2 separate regions of the Arachis hypogaea genome follow, and region 1 is linked to region 2. A link is a contact called in public Hi-C data. All regions are on one chromosome and are shown on one strand. Each heading gives the region's core, a stretch centred on a gene start, on an enhancer-like site or on the middle of the called end of the contact. The rest is flanking DNA. Distances are from core to core; before and after follow the strand shown. Region 1 holds the start of LOC112775571. Region 2 overlaps LOC112779876 (GATA transcription factor 8).

Region 1 (6,820 bases), core at 2,970-5,469, 57 kb before region 2:
TTATAAACAAACATTCTAAAATATAATTATAGTCTAATATAAATCTTAAAATATCTTCCAAATTTAAAACACTACATAAAATACCATCAACCAAATCTATATGATCTTATCAAAATACAAACTCAAAACTTTGAATGGTTTTGAATAATTATTATTCCTACTACGGTCAAACACAATATTTTCATAAAAATCCTTAAGATCGAAAAACCATAACAACACTACTTTTTTGGTTGGTTTTAGAAAACAAAACTTTAATCCTCTCAATACAGTAATTCCACATCAGATTCAAAGCAAGTAAAACCAAAAAATTCTAAACGTATATTCCAAGAAATGATGAAAAACCAAACGTGAGACCGGTTTTCACATAAACCAAAAGTTAGTTGACAGAGTTACATAATATAAAGCTGTCAAAATTATTATAACTAACTACATACATCAACTAATAAGTAAGAACTTTAACCTTTTAGCCCCCCAAAACAATCAATTAAATATAATTTACAGTTCAATGAAGCCCTGTTTGCATTACAATTATTTACAAATGTTGAGTAATAATAACATGAAAAGGTAGCTACTAGCTAGTGAAGTCGAACAGAGAAGGCATGGTAGTAGTATCACTGTAAATGTTTTAGTACATCCAGTGGCCACAAAATCTTACTGGAATATGATGAGTAATTATATAATTTAACAGCATGAGAAGAGGATTGCCACAAAAACTTAAATTTCAACTTCAAATAGTAGAACTCCCCAAAAGAGTTGTTACTGACAAATTTGGTACAATTTTATGTACCGATTCATCGCCAAACCCCAATTTTTCCTCTCTCCCAATTCAATCCCTTTCCAACTCTCACATACCCACAAACCAAAGGTTCCAAAAGTTTCATCTTTTTCATCCAATCCTTCAATGCCCTAAGCTCTAAGCGCTAACCTCATTTTTCCCTTTTCTTTTGTTGCAGAAATTCAGTGGGTTTCGTCTGTTCTCAATGGCTTTGGAACCGAAGGAGTTACCAACTAACAACCCTGGTCTTACTGCTACCCCTGACCCAGCTACTAAGGGTTACTTCATGCAGCAAACTGTGAGTATTTTTTTCTAAGTTTCTAAATTTCAGTTTTTTAAATCGTTTATTGTTTTAATCAGGTGTTTGGATTTTGTTTTATGTGGTGTTCCAATGGCAGATGTTTAGAATCAAAGACCCCATATATAAAATGGATTTGAATGGCTAGAACTAGAAGAAGTGAAGTGCCACTAACCTTCGACGGATACACGGACGGCGACCGGCGAGACGACGGCGACCGGAGACACGGCGGCGAGCTGCTCCAAGCCTCGAACAGAGAAGCCAGGCAGGACGGGAACAGGGGGAAGGAGGACGCCGAGCTACAAGACAGGGCCTGGGCTCGGGACAGCGGGAAGGAGGAAGCCGCGGAGGCGCCGACAGCACAGACGGCGGCGGCAGAACCGTTGCAGGGATAGGGTTTAGGTTTGGTGATTTTGAACTTTGCTTCAGGGTTCAGAGGGATAGTGATCACGAACACAGGGGTGTTGTGTGGGTGGGTTGGGGGGGGGTGAGTGAGTGAGGCTGAACGTTGGGTTTTTTTTTCCTAAAAAATGAAAACGGCGCCGTTTATCAAGAACCGGCCGGTTCCTAGAACAATTTTTATTATCAGCGAACCGAATAATTTTTATTACCAGTTTTCGGTTGAATTAGTTTGACCGACTGGTCTGATCCAATTTTTAGAAGCATACTATTTAGTCTCTAAACTTTATAAACATGAATGGCATTAGTCCTAGAACAATTTTTCTGGCAACTTCCAACTCATAAACATTTTTGTTTTTTGACCAAAATGTGGTTTTACCTAGTGCATCCAACTATTCGCGTTTTAGGACATGAGTCATGTTCACAAAGTTTAGAAATTAAAACTTTAAGACCAGATTAAGACTCTTTCATAGGGCTGGCAATATATACCCTACCCGCGGGTACTCAATCCAAACCAACCCGTTCGATTAGGGTTGTCTACCCTATCCGCTGCGGATAGAGTAAGATAGGGTGCAAATTTGCCTGCGGTTAGGGTAGGGTACGGGTTTAGGGTATATCCTACCCTACCCTATATGCACCCTTAATATATTATATAATATATATGTAAAAGTTATACATGTAGTGAAGAAAGTAAGTCTTGTACTCACAATCTTCTTTTTATAAAAACTTGAAATAATCACTAAACTAGTTGATGATCATATTATTTGTAATTTTATGTTGGATTTCTTTAAGATTTTATTATTTTTAATTTTAATTTGAACTTAGTTTTTTATTTTCTATTTTATTAATATGTATGAAATTTGGAATGGTTGAATTTTACATTTATTTAAAAAAAATTATTTATGCGGGTAGGGTCGGATAGAGTAGAATTTAGAATTTTAGGGTGCGGATAGAATTTACAGACAGCATGGAGTCTAGGGATGAGAAGGGTTATAGTAGAGTTGGATTCTCTAAATGCAATTATGTACATTAAGAGAAACCCTAGTGATAGCCACGGCCACAGCCATATAATCCGAAAGATAGCAGAGTGGATGAAGCGACTTTGGGAGATTATATTTAGACATGTTTATAGGGAGGCAAATCGGTGTGCCCACATTACCAGGTTATAGTTTTATAGACTTGCCTCCTTCAGATCTTCAGAGCTTGCTTATTGATGACTTTAACGGGAGTCTCTATCTCTCATACTATTTTTGTGTAGTCTTTTTGCTTTTGGGCTAGTACCCCATATTATTACAAAAAAAAAAAAAAAAAAAAAAGAGTTCTCAACCTGCGAATAAGATAGGGTAAAATTTAAAAAAAGTTTTTAACCTATGAATAGGGTTAAGGTAGAGTTTAAATCCTACCCTATGATACCCATTGCCAGCCCTATTTGTCCAAGTTCAAGACCAAATTGAATATCAGAGAATACTCACTAAATCGATTAGAAAGAAAACAAACATTAAAAGGGAGATGATGATATACCAGTTCACACATGATAGAACCAAGAACGGTGGTCCAAAAACTGCCGGCAAAAGTCTCAGCAATGAAAGCACCAAGAAGAGGAGTGCAGTCAGCTGTTCGGCGGCAAAGAAAAAGGAGACGTGGCAGAGGACGACGCACGGAGACGCAAAGACATCAACGGCAGATTGAGAGTGAGAGTTGTGCGTGTTACGCAGTTCTTGTGGGTACTAGGTTTTTTTATTGGAGTAAAGTAGAGATAAGTCTCAAAGTAGTCCCTGAAGTTGCACTCGAGCCTCAAAGTAATCCCCGAAGTTAATAATTCCTCAAATTCGTCCCTGAAATTGCACTTCGGGACTCATAATAGTCCTTGAAATAATTTTCGTCCATCCTTGCTAACGAAAAACTGAGCTGGACTGAAACAACGTCGTTTTGTATTTATTAAAAAAAATAATACCCAATACGACGTCGTTTTATATTTATTAAAAAAACTAATCCTTATCTTCACCAATTCTCTTCTTCACTGATGTTCTTCTTCTTCTTCAATTTCATACAAGCAACAACAACAACATCTTCAGAAACCAACAAAAATCACAGAATTGAAAAAACTAACAATTACAAAAAATCACAAAAAAGAACCAACAACAATTAGAAAGGATCAATTAACCTAAATAACCAGCATCAATCAACCGATCAAAAACAACAATCACAAAAAAACATCAACAATTACAGAATCAAAAATAACAAAAAATCAACCATGGCAACTACATTAAAACACAATCATGAGCAGCAATAATCATCCAAAATATTAAACAATAATGATTCAATAACTAAAAAAATTTAAAAAAACTCACCTTTGCCGCAGAGCAGAGAAGAAGGATGCAGAGGGAGACAGAGAGCAAACGGTGACAAATAGGGAGGGCCGACGAGTGCGGCGGGCTCGAGAGCGCAGACGTCGGCGACGGAGGGTTGGGGGCGGTTGACAGAGCACTTGAAAATAGTGAGAAAGTGTGAAATCTGGACGGCGAGGTCGGAGAGCACCTCGATCTCGTGGTGGTGCGAAGAAGCAGATTGGGAACGTGAAAAACAGTTAGGGAGGGACGATTGGCGCGGCACCGAAATGGAGGCCGGCGACAGAGAGGGTTGGGGAAAGCTTGCTTGTGAGGGAGAGAAGGGGAAGGGAAAGGGCAGATTGGGGAAGGGGAAGGGGAAGGGTTGGGAAAGGGAAAGAGAAGGCTCGGGGAAGGGGTGGTGACGTGGGGTTTAGCGTGTTTTTGTTTTACTTTCTTTTCTTTTTTTTTTTTTTAAATAAACACAAAATTACATCGTTTTCAATTTTTTTTTTACTTCTCAAAACGACGTCTTTTTAAGATTCCGACGAACGGAAAATTTTTCAAGGACTACTATGAGTTACGGAGTGCAATTTCAGGGACGAATTTAAGGAATTATTAACTTCGGGGATTACTTTAAGGCTCGAGTGCAATTTCAATGACTACTTTAAAGTTTATCTCAGTAAACTACCCTTTCTAAACTACTATTTCTACATAAAGCTATTAATATATATATATATATATATATATATATATATATATATATTATCAAAAATAAGGAGTTTCGAACCTGCAACTTTTTAGATGAGTATGAAAAAGCTATATTATTTGAATTATAACTCCTTAGCAAGCTGTTAAATCTATTAGTGAATAAATAAAAATAATTTTATATTTATAAAAAACAAAATTTATATAATAAAATTATTTAAACTCTTAAAAAATTGTTTTAAATTCTTAAGCTATTTTATTAATCTAACTTATTCCACTCTTAATTTTCAATCTCAATTTCCAACCATTTACTATTATTACTTTAGTCCTTAACCTGTCATCACCGATAATATCTCATTCTCTTTATTATTACTGTTTGTTAATTGAAGACATAATTATCATAACTAATAATTAACTCGGTCATAATTACTAATTAATTTTTTATTTTTTATAATTATCAAATAGGTTGAGCTAGGATCTAATTACTATAGAAAAATGAACAACTTAATTATGTTTAAACAAATTCTTAGTATGTTTAACAATTCTTTAATGATAAAAGTAAAAATATTAAAAGAATTAAAAATTATTTTTTTAGAATTTACAGTTCAAATTTTTTTAAAAAATATATTTTTATTTAAAAAATATATTTTAACATAATAAATAAACAAAAAATATTTTTATATTATCGAATCTAAATATATTTAATAGATAAAAAATTATTTTTATATAAAATATCTAAACATTAAATTAAATTTACTTTTTCAAAATATTATTTTAAAAAAATTACTTAAAAAATATTTCCTTCAAAAATCATTTAAACAAGTCCTTGACAGATCATTAATCATGATATCATCGACTAACACTTTTGGGTAATAGGGTAATTGATCACGGATTCACGGTAATAGGAAATTTTTGGGTTTTTTTTTTTTTTTTTCTTTTACTATGAATTTTTGAGTTTCTTGTAGTGACGGAAATGAGACAAAAGAGCTTTCTGGGTTTTGAGAATTGGATCTGATACATGGATAATGGAGGCCCATTATATTAACTATGTTCATGATCTAGGACTACATATCCGTAATCCGCTACCATTAGTAGACTTGAAAATGCTTCACCAAACTCAAAAGAGATATCACTCTCCCTTTTGGGCTTAGCCCGGCCCAATGGCTAACTCCAATAAACATAATTAGAATCACACATTAGTCTATCCTAAAAAAAAAAAAAGTAAAACAGAAGAACTAGAGATTTTAATAGAACAAGTCTCTCGTCCTTCAAATCAAACAGTATTAGCAAAATTTTTATTAGCTAGTTATAATAATAATATAATTGAATATAAGATAATTTTAAAGTATTCTCTTTCCCGATACCAATTTACTATAATTCAATTCAATATGTTGAAATTGATCTTACTTGGAAACTGGCATTGAAGTTATTCTGGTTGAAATGACAACCTACACCAAATTCACCATATCACATCCATGTCTGAGAAAAAATAGTTCCTTTGACTTTAATTCTGAGGGTACCGACTTTGACTCAACAATCAATTTGAACACTGAAGAGGCAGTTCATTATTTCAACATGTCCCATGTTAATACTAATTAAATATGGAATTGATATTTTTGACAATCCCCATGTGTGAAACTGAAACCTGATAGTTATATCATTCATCAGTTGACTTGTGAAAGATGTCCTTTATCTTAACACAAAAAAGACCTAATTGGGATCTGTGCTTGATCCCAAAAATATTATATTTAATTGACATGGCTGGTTCAGCCAACCAATTCCAGCCCTTATAATAATTAATAAAACCAGCATTAAACATTCACATGCAACCACTAAGCCTATCTAGCTAGTAGCTTAATTCATACAAGTAGTATTATTATAATAAACAAGTGTATGTTTATGTGTATGCACATAATCTTTGTCCAACATAAAAACACAACTTGTGCCGATGTTGGGGGCATGAAGTAGTTGAATTGAGCTGTGTTTCTTGACCTTTGCATATCTTTGTTTGCCTTATTTCATTAAAAATACATCTTATATATTATAATAACAACGTTATACATACCATTTATTTATATTTATAAATATAAATATAAATATAGAACGTAACCACGGTTGAGTAAGTCATAATCTAAGGGTCTCAACTCTCATGTGAGCATATATAGAAACAATATTAATTATATATATGACTGAGATCCCAAGGTATCATTTACTCTTTTTTCCTGTAACTGCGGCATACTTGGGGAATGGAATGTGGATTATTACATTACATAGAACTATTCCCTTTCGGCCATTTCTTAGGCGCATGAGTAG
Region 2 (7,037 bases), core at 197-2,696:
ATATTATTATTTTAATGACCAAAATATGTCACATAACACTCTCATTAAAATTGACATAAAATATTTTTCTCTAAAATTAATAAAATCTCTTCCTCCATTATCTTATCTATCTTTTTTCCCTTCTCTATTCTTCTTATCTATGTCATTCCTATTCTATATAAAATTTATAATTTATATTTTATATTATTAATTTGACAAATAAAAAAAGTCACAAAATATTCTTTTATTATAATTAAAATAAATTTTTTTCTCCAAAATTAATAAATTCTATTTCTCTTTCTTTTTCTTTATTATCCTTCTCTCACTTTCTTCTCTCATTCTCTGGCTTTCTTTATTTTTCTATTCTATAAAAAATATATTATTATATATATTTTAAATTTTTTATTTAGTTTCAAATTTTTACCTTTTATTTTTTTATTTCTGTTTTTTTTTCTTTCAAATATATTACATATAATTTAAAAAAATAATAATGTTGTGATTAATAATTAGAATAAAAATTCAATTATTTTAAAAAAATTTAATTTTAAGTTAATATTATAACTATCAATATAATTTTTTTATATTAATATCTAATTATATTTATATACATATAGAGAGAAAAATATTATTTTCAAATAACAAACATGAAAATTAATTATTTGTATTTGTGCAACGACTTAATATCTAATCAGATGTAAAAGTATACACATTAAAATTTTTCAAGTTTTAGATAATGAATGTTAAAATTTAATTATTTGTAAAAAATTAAATTCTTTCACATGAACTAAAAAACTTATTATTTGAATTTTTTTAATCTATGAAGATCTTGATCTTCTCTTAACCGGCGAAAATTTTTGTTTCCTACGACTTTTTGTAAAAATAGTTTGATTCTATAAATTTTTTGTGCCATAATATATAATATCAGGATAAAATAGACGTAATTTTAAAATATTTATATTCCTCCAATATTATTACCAAAAAAACAATGATAAAAATATTATTTTCTGTCCATAACCTAGAAAATTCAGCAAGCGCTTACAAAAAGACTTCTAAGTTCTTTATCAAAAAGTTTCTCACAGAAACAAAAATTATTTGAAAAAGAAAATATTTGCAATTAATCAACAAAGATCTTGCTAATTATTGTAAAAGATGAGACGATGATATGCTGGAGTAGTTCTGTGCACCAAACCCCTTTATATATAGACATATTGTACAATCTAAATATAGATGAGAATAAAATACTGCTTTTTAAAAGAAAAGAAAATTGTACAAAACTTCTATATTGATAACCTTAGTAAGTTTTTTTTTTTAAGTAAAACTTCTATTATCATTATTAGTACGGCCTGTATTTTTATATTTTTATTTGATTTTGTGGTCTCCTTTTCAATTCTCATCCAAGTATCTGGTGGCAGGTGGCAATCATTTTTTGGTCCTGAATATTTTCGTTTAAAGTGGGATTGCAGTTCCATCAATTGGTTAAAAAACTTTGTGGGCTATCTCTGGAATCTGGAGCATATTTCTTAAGAAATAACATATGTATAATAGCCCAAAAGAATTATACACTCAAAAGGGCAAATTCTATTATTACAATAGCCAAAAGACAAAAAGCCTAAAAGACCACCAAAAAAGCCCAGATTTGCTTCTTCATTATTTTTTTGCCCTCAACATAGTTACACAAATATGTTAAGATAAACACAATTAATCCGGAGAAGAAAAAGGAGAACAGCTCAACACAATCACAATTAATAAGTGAAAGTTTTTTTTACAGATTGCGGGAAGCAAATTAAAAACTTGATCTATCTCTATTTTCCTATGATCTTTTTACTTGCTAAGAACAAGGCTTAAACTCATTGCCATTGTCAAAAAAATCAATAGAAAAAAAAAATCAATAGGACACTGAGAGTGATTGACTATTTGTGGTTGTGGCTAGGTTTTCTTTGTTTTGGTGAATCCTTTTTAACCAGTAAATTGCAAGCACAAAAGTTAATTTAGCATCATTGCTTACCAAACCTAACAATTAGCAGGAGCTGTTAAGTAGGGTCTATTATATAGATCAAATATTATTAGAAAAAAGCAAGGACAAATAGAGTTTATTATTTTTGGCTAGCACTTTTAGTCCTCAACCTAATTTTTTTAGTTTAGCAATCAAATAATATATTTTAGCTCACACTTTTAAATATTACTGGTTAACTGCTGTCAAAAATAATAAATTTTATTGGTTCTCTAACATTTCTGGTATTATTATGATATCTTGTGATAAACCCTATGATTAATCACCCTTGATGCTAAATTCATTATTAGTCATGTGAAATAAATTAAGGCAAAAACTTGGTAAATTCTATAGTTTCGGCTAGAAATGTGAAGCATATGCATAAAGCATTTAATAAATGGACTGTTTTGTGGTCATTTTCTGCTCAAAAGGGTTGGAAGAAGTTGCCCTCACTCTTCCCAGACCAACCCAAGTTTGATAGAGAACTTCAAACAGATTCACATTGTAATAGATTGGTTAGACCTAAGAGGTTGTTGATGAAATTGACCCAATTTCTTTCACATAATAAAATGGCCTCTGTTCAGTAGCCCAGAGCAGTCATGGGTTCAATGTGGCCGGAAACCAAAATTTGTTGATGGAGGACTTTTGTCCCTTTGATGATTTCACCCCTGGGTTAGAAGCACCAATGATCCCATAGGTCAATTCAATCCTAATAACAAAAATTTTTATTTAACTCTTAAAATTTTTTGATATTATAATTTTAAATAAATTAATCGATTTTATAAAATTTTATTAAGTCATTTGATTTTATGATTTAAGTCTTATTACAATTTTATATTTTACATATTTAATTTATATTTTTTATTTTACGTAAAATTTTGATTTCATATTTTTATAAATATGTAATTAAATTAATTTTTGTAAAGAAAAGTTTTGTCGTTCAAATAATTCCTACTCAACTTAAGCAAAATTATCTTGAATAGGATACATGTGGTTTAAAATAATAATAATAAATTAATAATTAGAGGCATAACTTAAAGAAGGGGGGTTGTAGATATTTGAAAGAAATATCATATCGGTTGGAGAAGTTTAAGTGAGGGATTAATTTGAGCAATCAATTGGGTTTACCAGCAAGGTATCATTTAATTTAATGTTGGTTGTAAAGTAGTGTGACAGATCATGACATGTTGCCAAATCCCTTTAGAAAGAGCCTCAAACCCATAATTAGATTTGTTTATATATAAGCATTGTTCTTGCCTTTCAAGGCATGAATGAATGAGTCTTACCAATAAGACTCATCATTTCCCTTCTCTCCATCTCTACCTTTTCCTATTGGTTTGGTACAACTCCACCATTGTAAGTAATTAACATAAATGTTCAAGGTTACACTAATACCCTTTTAACCTTTTTCTTAACACCCCCATTCCTTAGCTTAAGCAGGGTCAAATATTTCTTTTCTACTCCATTCTGATTTTGACATTAAATCTTGCATTCGTAAAATCACTACAAATATTAATAATCAACCATGTTAAATACATATCAAAATCAGTCACTAGAATAAAATACACAAATAAAAGTGTATATATATTTTTATATACAAATATATAATGACTGATTTTGATAATTAATTTTAGTGTGCAAATAACATTTTTGATTAGTCATACATATTGAATTAGCAGAATTCTTCAACCTCATAACTCTTAACAACTTAGTTGAAAAAGAAGCTATTCTTTATGGTCCTCACATAACTAACCAAAAAGACAAAGGTGGTTCCAACAGCAAATGTTTATAGTACGTTTATGCATTTTACAGCACTGAAATAAAGGCAATTTTCCAAGAATCTAATACTGCCATGAGTAAAATAAAAGTCTGATACACTTCAACTTTTACTTAAGAGTGTGTGTATATATATTATATAGAGCATATGATATATGTAAGGTGAAATGAGCAGATCAATAGAGAGATTTAGAGAGAGCAAATGGGGAAATAACAAATTTAAAAGTTTCTTACTCAACTCAGAATTTTTGCTACAAATGAACTGCAAAAAGAATTCCCACAACAGGGATATTTAAAAAGAGAGAAGAAAAAATGAAAAGAATGCCAAAAGAAAAAAAGACAACGGAGACACCAACTCCTAATATAACCTTAAGGGACCTACCAATTACTAGACCTAAAGCCCTACCCTTTTGACTTCCATAACCCCTCTTTTCTTCTTAAGTCCTCATTACAATCTTACCCTAACTGCTAAAATATGATCATCATAATCTATTGTTCCTATTCCCCCATTCCAACCCTGTACAAAAACCAATTAAAAGAAATGAAATATCAATAAGAAATAGCATAAGACCATGACTCTCTAAGAGGAAGGTAATGTAAAGAGAAATAATCTCTCCAATTAGGATCACTTCCCCCGCCCTCAAATGTACTCCAGGGTAAGGCTGCTGTTAGTGTTTGGAATGAGTTCTGGTGAGGCATCTGCATGATGATTTGCAAAACCGGATTTTTCAATGCCCTTGCATCTCATTTCAAGGACCTTCTTGTGGGAATTGGAGTGCACGGATGGGCAGAAAGTTGGACTGGCGGCTGGCCGGTACTCGGGGAAAAGCCGGCCGGACTTGTAGCGAACGCCGCATGCATTGCAGAGTGTTTTTGGCCCCATTGGCCCTGCCCTCCACTGAGGTGTCTTGGTGATCTCACAATGCATGCATTTCCTAACTGGCTGTGAAGCATTCTGGTTTGAATCATCAGCTTGGCCTAGTGATGGAGGCGTCACCTTGATTTTCTTCTTCTTCTTGGGTTCCCCGGAAACTTGCTTCGGCATCTTCATGACCGGTTGAGACTCGGCAACATTCTCGGAATCCGAGTAGGCCTTGGTGGCCGAGATGACATTTGGCTGCATGTTTTCCCCAACAAAGGATGAGGCAGGGGAGATGAGCTGCATGGCCGGACGAGGATTGAATGTCGCCGGGCGTGGACGCTTGCTGCGTGCACGCCCACACGGCACAGGGATGTAAACCTCCGGGCTGCGAGGCGGCACCTTGCTGCCCGAGCATGAGCTGCTGCTCTCCAGGACAGAAACCGGGCTGGATGTTTGGAATTGGTTGTGAGCAGAGTCATCCTTCGTGGTGCAGGATGGCTGCTCCACCTTCTTCATGGTGAGGCTCCCACCGGAGAAAGAGTCCTCCACAAAATTGGACAGCCATTCCAATTGGACAATGTCCTCGTACTGAAACAAATTCACAAACACATTGATCAAAACCATATCCAATCACATAACATATTTATTTTTAATCCTAATACATTCACAATTGACAATTCAACTAATGCGTAAACAACTAAGTATGGAGCACTTTAGTTGTCTTCATTTCTTTTTTAATTTTTCAATAGTAATAAGCTCTCCTACAAGTGTTAAGCTCTTTCTCTAAAAAAAAAAAGAAAAAAAAAAGAAAAACCAAGTATGGAATCAAATCATAGGCCTAGGCCATACCAAAAAAGAATGTCACATGCTAAGCTATTCAAATTGAATTTGAAGAATATGAATTTGTGCTTATGTACCAAAAAAGCATAATCATCAAGCATGGGTTGCTAGTTGCTACAACTAGCTAGAGCAACTCAGCAACCACTCTCTTCCAATCTTTATTATTTATTTATTGTGATTATTATTCGTCACATCACGTGATCGTCACATGCTAAATCACGTGATACTCAATAATGATGACCCAAATAATTTAGACAAAGCAACCGCAACGGAGGGTACAGACGATGTGACATGCCACATGTCACCGACAAAACCAAGTGTCCGTTTAAAATGTCAAAAATGTCCTCCTCTGATAATATTTAAAATTTTTTAAATTAGTAGAGATAATAATTTTTAAATTTTAAAAACTTCATCAATGGACAAGCTTTAACGAAATAAACAAAAACTATTTTGTTCCCATCACAACAATATTTGGAAGTACCTGTTTCAGTGTCACCAAATTCCAATTTAATTCAAAACTTAGATAAAACCAAAAAACGAAACAAAATAAAAAATTGAACTACTCAAACGAAGATATTAAACCGGGAGCGTTTGATATAATTACTTGCCAGGTCATGGAATTCATGTGAAAAGCGACAATTTTATTTTATTTTATTTTTTTAATTTAAAATAAAAGAAATATTAGAAACGCAGATAAAACTACGTCGTTTAGGGCAACTCACCGGAACTGAAAGCTCCGCCGAGAGGTCTGAGGCGCTGTTGCGGGAAAACACCGAGTCGGAGCCGGGGAACGAGTCGGTCTCCGGAGGCCATATACTGGCGAGCGAGTTGCAGTTCCCGGCGGCTGCGGCGGCGGGAAATGCGGCGGCTCCGGCACCGTCGACGTCTTCGACGGGGAAGTCGAGGAGGTCGTCGATGTGATCGAAGAAGTTGCCGCAGTCTAGCTCGTCCATGAAGTTTGGTCCAACCATTTTCTCTGCAACGGAGAGATTTTTTTCCTGAGAAAATTTGAGAGAAAAAGAAAAGGAAAAGGAAAATCGGGTGAGAACTGAGAAAACGAGTAAGAGTATATTGTTATTATAGAAGCAATTGTTGAATGGAGAAGCTTATTAATGGCGGCGCATGTTAGCAATTTGCTGTGACTGTGAATCATTTATTGCATTATTTCGAGAATTAAATAAATAATTTTCCTTGTTTAGGAAAATCATTGGAAAGAGACAGAAGGAGAAATAAAAAAAGTTTATAAAGAGAAAGCGGGTTTAATATTTTTATCATTTTTAATTATATATTTTTCCTTTTTTTTGCGAAATGAGAAAAGCCGAAATTGAAGATTTTGCAGCATCTGGATATGAATACAACTTTGAAAAGTTTCAAGTTTGAGAGGGGCGCACGTTAGTGGCAGCTGGTCCCAAAAGTAATAACCCACCAGCTTCAATTTGGTTCCATTTTATCCCAAAAATCACTTTTATTTTATATAATTTTCTTGAGGATAATGAACTCCATTTTCTGCCCCCACTATACTTGTTGAATTATTGAGCATGAAGTAGAATTAAACCTCAAATTCAAGTCCTATATACATAACCCAAAAAG

Evidence for each region. A called contact is a pair of places that touch in the nucleus more often than the background predicts.
Region 1: a contact with region 2 is called in a Hi-C map of an unstated tissue, with 7 times the contacts expected there. The contact joins the promoter of LOC112775571 here to the enhancer-like site in region 2. A contact is called at or near these places in 5 of 8 Hi-C or Micro-C datasets (leaf and an unstated tissue).

Annotation. Positions count from the first base shown.
Region 1 is chr19:147,322,231-147,329,050 of arahy.Tifrunner.gnm2.J5K5, reverse strand. It overlaps LOC112775571, which reads right to left and starts at 4,219. Exons shown (of 4, transcript XM_025819274.3): 1 at 3,824-4,219. It overlaps LOC112775573 (a long non-coding RNA gene), which reads left to right and starts at 704. Exons shown (of 3, transcript XR_003189586.3): 1 at 704-865; 2 at 954-1,073; 3 at 1,174-2,244.
Region 2 is chr19:147,261,885-147,268,921 of arahy.Tifrunner.gnm2.J5K5, reverse strand. LOC112779876 (GATA transcription factor 8) reads right to left here. Exons shown (of 3, transcript XM_025824230.3): 2 at 6,170-6,445; 3 at 3,949-5,195. The coding sequence starts at 6,418. The coding sequence ends at 4,386. Among protein-coding and RNA genes, the nearest start is that of LOC112779876, 4.1 kb to the right of the region's middle. Within about 2 kb of position 1,446, at least 2 of the 3 cell types and tissues checked have open chromatin away from gene starts, as enhancers often do.